Linked DNA regions of Zea mays: region 2 is linked to region 1. The links are chromatin contacts, called in public Hi-C maps. All regions are on one chromosome and are shown on one strand. Each heading gives the region's core, a stretch centred on a gene start, on an enhancer-like site or on the middle of the called end of the contact. The rest is flanking DNA. Distances are from core to core; before and after follow the strand shown. Region 1 has its middle 11 kb from the start of LOC103638765. Region 2 holds the start of LOC100282052.

What was found. A called contact is a pair of places that touch in the nucleus more often than the background predicts.
Region 2: a contact with region 1 is called in a Hi-C map of bundle sheath, with 2.4 times the contacts expected there. The contact joins the promoter of LOC100282052 here to the enhancer-like site in region 1. A contact is called at or near these places in 2 of 25 Hi-C or Micro-C datasets (bundle sheath and tassel).

Annotation. Positions count from the first base shown.
Region 1 is chr9:103,798,847-103,802,108 of Zm-B73-REFERENCE-NAM-5.0, forward strand. No RefSeq gene overlaps it. Among protein-coding and RNA genes, the nearest start is that of LOC103638765, 11 kb to the right of the region's middle. Within about 2 kb of position 1,370, at least 17 of the 20 cell types and tissues checked have an H3K27ac peak or open chromatin away from gene starts, as enhancers often do. A contact at or near this core is called in bundle sheath and tassel, where this site is marked.
Region 2 is chr9:104,082,439-104,085,766 of Zm-B73-REFERENCE-NAM-5.0, forward strand. LOC100282052 reads right to left here and starts at 2,031. Exons shown (of 1, transcript NM_001154965.2): 1 at 935-2,031. The coding sequence starts at 1,921. The coding sequence ends at 1,220.

The sequences.
Region 1 (3,262 bases), core at 120-2,619:
ATGAGCAGATCTAAGTTTGCACTATACCATGTACGATAAGTCTAGGGTAGTTTAAAAAAAATATAAGTACAACCAAAGGAATTCAGCATTTCAGCAACTATTTGTAAAAGTAGTAAATTTGAAAATAGCTCGTATCCTACTTTTGCTGCTTATCCAAATATATTATATTAATAAACAGATACAGTAAATAGAAACCAAAAAGGATTAAAATAATAATTAAGTGTTATAATAAAATAAAACAAAATTATTTTTAATAAAACATTAAAAATTAAGATGTAAATTTAATTTATTTGTATAAATATTAGAAACACAAATATGAAATCGTTTTTTAAATTAGATATATTGATTAATAGATATAGTTAAACAAAGTGCATATAAACAATATACAATTTATTTATCATGGACAAATGACAACAATTTGAACCAAATGACTTTTAGTTTTTTCCTGTCACAACTTTTTCACAGCAGACAACTGGCAAACATCTTTATCGTAGATGATAGCTGAACCAAACACACTCTAAGGGATTGTACAACCTGACACCATGATGTGGTTTTTTTAAGTAAAAGGCACAACTAAGACATGTATAAATACAATGGAGTGTATGTAAACCTTATGCCTTATTCAATAAAACTATCTAAGACATGACTTATTTATTTGGGTTAATTGTGCCGGTAAAGTTGTGCCTTAGGCTTAGAAAACCGAGTGAGAGGTGTGTCTTGATGAAGACATGGTTTCCTCGCTCTTTTATGTTACCCCTCTATACACACGTCAAGACACGATGCGTTAATATCCTTTGTAAACATGCCCTAAGAAAGGGCTCATTTGGTTCGCGTGGGATAAATTTTAGTCTCGTCTCATCGGATGTTTGGATACCTGTTAGAGGTATTAGATGTAGTGTAATTATAAAACTAATTACAAAGATAAGCACTAAATGATGAGACGAGTCTATTAATCCTAACTAGTCTATGATTCTCTCATGTTATGCTACATTAAACATTTGCTAGTCATAGATTAATTATGCTTAATTTTTTTCTTGGCGTTAATTAGTTTTATAATTAGACTATACATATTACTTGTAATTGACATTCAATGTGAACCAAACATATTTTAGTCCAAGGGAGAGGTCATGTAATAAAATGGGGCTAGTAGATGACGACCGAGACGGAAGAAGAAAAAAAATCAGGCAAAGGTTGGCATATTACGTGTTCTGGCCCAACCCACGAGCCTGCGGGTGCCCAGCGTGAATCGGGAACCTGCCGGGCCTAAATAAAATTGGCATCATTCATTCAATTCTGAACCTGGGGCCCGTTCGAAAACTCTGCAATGGGCCGTGCAGGTGCTGGCACGTAGCAGCGTCCAACGGCCATATTCATAACACGAGGCCCGCATGCATGCATGTCCAGTCGCCAAGGGTAGCCCGAAGCAGCTGCGCCTGCGACAACTGCAAGGGAAGCTGTCGTGCATGGTGGTCGTTTGGTGTCTTAATTCCTGGCGGATGCTTAATTTGGCGGCGCAGACATGCAAATGATGCACGGTCACATCATCGCATGTATATATAGTACATACAAGGAGGCATATATGTAGATCACTAGTGCATAGCTAGCCGAAAAACACACACACACGCTCTGATCGTCGCTAGTGCCGATCGAGCCTTTTTACAAAGAGACCGGCCGGATGATGTAGCTTTCATATTAGCTAGCTTTATTTCTCGGTGGAATCCCAGATCATCATCTTCTCCAGGTAGACTCGGGAAAGGCAAACTTATGGTATGTGTGTTTGGTTGGAGAGTCAACTAGGATAGGACGGCTCTATTTTAGTTTCTAAGAATCGAGTCATTTCATTATGTGTTTGGCAAGTAGAACGGAACCGCTATATTTTTTGTTTGGTAGAAGAGTAGAATAGAGCGGAACCGTTCCCGTTTATTGTTTGGTTGGAGAGCCGTATGAGTGTGGAGTGGAGGAGAGAAAAGAGAGCGCTCGCATTCTTATCGTTTTGGTGTAGCGAGAGCATCCTAAATATTTGTCACATATAGACCCCAATATAGCCGTTTCGCCGAACATAAAAAAGTAAGAATAAAGCCGTTCCATTCCTCACCGATCCTCGATCAAACACACCATTAAAGCTAGCGATGATCGATGCCATGTAGTATGCGCCTGGATGTCGATGTAGTAGATGGCCCATCGAAAGCAACCCCCCGGGACGACATACCTAAAACCGGTCGCGTTTATCACGCACTGAGAGCATGCGGAAAAAGGTGGAGGAGGGATCTCGACCGACCTCCGCTGATCACACCCCGTGGCCCGTGTGCGTCGGCGTCGGCGCCGGCTGAATCTGCTTCTCCACCGAGATAAGCAAAGCATATACTTATATATATTGCGCAGGACCGATCATCAACCTCACTCAGCCGGCCGGTCCGGTCCGGTCGGCTTTAGTTTTTGGATCGGGCAGGTCGACGAGGTTATCCTCCTCCACAAAGCAGGCACGCGCGCGCGACCATCACCGAACTCTCTCGCCGTCTCGCCACGACGACGCCACGGGGGCGGATAGCAGGTGTGTGACCGGCCGGACGCAAAGTGGAAAGGCGTGCGCGGCATCTTTGCCTCAGCTCTTTTTCTTTATTGCTAGTACTTCTCTCTGTCGTTCTGCTTTGGTCATTGGGTAATTATCATGTCATGTCATGGCAAACCGACCTACCCAAGACACGTCAACGACCAAGTGGTGGCTGAATAATGTATCATAAAATATTCATACTATACTCAGCTGCCGCTCTTCTCAGGGATCTGCTGTATATACAACAGCAAACTCTTCATGGGCGCGTGGATTTTAGTCTTCTTCCGGACGATCGACCCACCGCTATTATGTGTGTGGAGTGTTAACAAAGCTGTTACCTCTGTAACCTACCTGGAAGATAGGAATGGTTAGCTGAAAGATAGGAATGGTTAGCCGGATAGATACGTACAGTTAGCTTCAACACCGGATAACTATTCACAGTTTTATGTAAATCCTTTTGTGTATTCTAATCTATATAATGAGTGCTGGCCGCCCTGATTAGTGCGAGCCATTCTGTATCTCAACTTGGTAATCAGAGCCTAGGTCATTTTTTCCCACCCACCCTCGCTATGGCTTCCGACTCCATTTCATCCGGTGCTGTCACCTCCAACAACACCTCCACCATCTCCATGCCCTCCATCAGCCATGCCATCACCGTTCGCCTAACTCGCGATAATTTTTTCCTGTGGAAAGCCCAGGTTACACCTGTTC
Region 2 (3,328 bases), core at 781-3,280, 280 kb after region 1:
TCCACGTTTACCCCTCATTTAATTTAATTATACTAATAGCAGGAGAATGTTAAAAACTATTTTAGTCTTCTTATGAGTCATTTAGTATATTCTTACTATTTTTAGCCTCTAGAACCAAACATGTTAGGGACTAAAGTTTAGTCCCCTAATTAAACTTTAGTCCCTAGACTAAAGAAACCAAACATGGCCTTAATTTTCCAACCTAGTACCCTTCCGAGATATTTCTCTGATGGGCTCTTCAACTCTGTCATCCTCGTCTCTAGCTCTAATTTTCTAACATGGTCATACCAAGAAACTCTTGTATTGTTTGATTCACATTTTACAAAATGTGAATAGTAACGATAATGTTAAACCATATTTAATTAAATCCCATTGTAATTAGATACAACACTAGAAACTGAGAAACTGATAGTGTGTTATTTAAACTTGTTACCATTGATAATTGAGTTAATAATTGAGTGTGAATCATTATTGTTATCATTTACGTTACATTTCGTGAACCAAACGGTACCTCTATTTACAGTGTTGATTACCAGTGACGACACGATTAATAATTGACCAACAGCAAGAGATGCTGGGGTACCAGCAAGGCAAACGAAAGAACCTTTGCTCGTCCCCAAGAGGCATCTGACCCTTGCTCTTGCTCGCCAAAACCTGAGAATCTGAATCCCCAATTAAACTAGCTTCAGCGTTCATTAAGAAAGCAACTTATGTGATACCAGACCGACAGCAGGCATAAAGAAACTTTGAAGGACACTGCAACGCTGACAATCCCCAATTAAACTAGATAACCATAGCAATTAGCCGCAGCTGCAGTGCACAGCCTAATATCAAGAGCCTAGTATTTGTTTGGCATGGTGAGCATCACAGCATCAACCTTCCAGTCAAAATGGAGCCATTTTGCGGCTGGGCGGCCCCTTCTCTCCTTTGATAATAATAGAGAACGCCTGTGATAGTAGTGGTACTATGCAGATGATCAATTCTCAGACAAGAGTTGCATACCATGACAAGTCATGAAACAGAGGGCGTCAACAATTGCATGAAGCTAGACCTATAAAGCCATGTTCGCAAGAAACTTGCATCTCTGCAGTGCACTAGTAACAGCGCCGGTCACAACAGTGGCGGCAGTAACACAAGCCACCGTTGCCGTCACGATTATTTTCAGGGAAAAGAAACCAACTCTTGCCGGAAGAGACGAACCAACCATGGCGTCGCGAGTTCAGAGCGCGTTGAGCATGTCCTCGGCGCTGCTGTTGGTGAACGCGCCGCCCTCCTCGAGGTTGATCACCTTGACCACGCCGTCCTCCGCGAGCAGCGCGTAGCGGCGGGACCGGACGCCGAGCCCCACGGGCTTGTCGGAGAGGTCGAGCTCGACGCCCATGGCGCGCGCCAGCTCGCCGTTGCCGTCCGACAGGAGCAGCACCTCGTCCCCGATCCCCAGACTCTCCTTCCACGCGCGCATCACGAAGGCGTCGTTGACGGAGACGCAGGCCACGGTGTCGACGCCCTTGGCGCGGAGCTCCCCGGCCTTGGCCACGAACCCCGGGAGGTGCTTCTGGGTGCAGGTGGGCGTGAACGCGCCGGGCACGGCGAAGAGCACCACCTTCTTCCCCGCGGTGAGGTCGCGGACCGTCACCGTCTTCAGCTCGCCGTCGGGGGAGGACGTGTCGAAGTAGGAGAGCGTCGCGTCAGGGAGCCGGTCCCCGACCGCGATGGTCTTGGCCGCCGCCGCGGGGGCCGCCGACGCCGACGACGCCACGGCCCGGATTGGCGCGCCAAGGAACCCCCGGAGGGGTGCCCCGGCGGCCAGGCGGCGGGAGGCGAAGGAGAGGGAGGAGGAGGAGGCGGGGCGCGACAGGAGGATGCGCTTACCGGCGGCGGCCGCGGTGGCGGACAGAGCAGCGAGGGCGGAGGTAGCCATGGAGATGGGGTGGGTGGCGATGCGGTCGAGGAATTGGCCTGGGGCTGGAGGTTTCTGTATTCACTTTGGGGGACGCGACTCGCGAGCCCTAGGATGGAATGGGAAATGGGATCCTCTGCAATCCGGGATCTGGTGGTAGTAGGAGTGTGATTGGCTGCGGGCGGCGGGGCTTAGCCGATGTGCTCTGCCTCTGCGCCTCTGCCACGTCGTGTCGTCTCTTCGACTTAGGTTCGGTATAATCAAGTCTTTTTCGTGCCGTGAGCCCGTGAGTACGATAGGTCAGATAAGGCCGAGCCGTCTAATAGCCTGAAACAAGTCTAGATTTACAATACATAATCCAGATTCATACGTAAGTCACAATTCAAAATCTAATACAAGTCTAGCTTCACATTACATAATCAGATTCATATACATATCACCATACAACTATAAGTCCATATTACAATTACAACTACAAGTCCACATTCGCAATTATAAGTCCAGATTCCAAAGCATAACATTAATACTTCAGCAAAGTAGATATTTAATTAGGTTTGGAGCTAATGTGCAATGTTGTCTCGTTAAAAACCTTTCTAGGTAAAAACTCACACCTCGTGAGAAAATCCTAGAAAGAAAGAAAAAAGAATACAATTGGCTCCAAATTAAAGTATTAATGTCCGTTATAGTCCATAGTACATAAAACAAATAAGTTACAGTCCAAACAAACTTTCAAACAGAGGCTGCATCTTCAAGGATCATACTTTCATGAATAACTTCCATCTCTTTGGTGTCCTTCTCCACATTGTGCTGCATATGTGAGTCTGCTAATTTCCAATCCTTTATACATGACAAAATCTCCACCTCAATCACTCTGCCAACAAGACTAAAAGTTGATTCAGAAGATAGAGTTGAAGCAAGAACAATCATGACATCTGTAGCAAGGAGAGAAAGAATATGATAAGTAAGCTTATTGAAAGTCGCCTAGAGGGGGATGAATAGGGCGAAATTGAAATTTACAAAGTTAATCACAACTACAAGCCGGATTAGCGTTAGAAATATAATCGAGTCGGCGAGAGAAGTTGCAAAACAAATCGCAAGCAAATAAAGAGTGTGACACGCGGATTTGTTTTACCGAGGTTCGGTTCTCGCAAACCTACTCCCCGTTGAGGAGGCCACAAAGGCCGGGTCTTTTTCAACCCCTTCCCTCTCTCAAACGGTCCCTCGAACCGAGTGAGCTTTCTCTTCTCAAATCAACCGGGAACAGAACTTCCCCGCAAGGACCACCACACAATTGTGTCTCTTGCCTTGGTTACAAGTGAGTATTGATCTCAAGAAAGAATGAGAAAGAAGAAAGCAATCCAAGCGCAAGAGCTCAAAAGAACACAACAAATCACTCTCACTAAACACTAATGCTTTTGTGGAATTGGG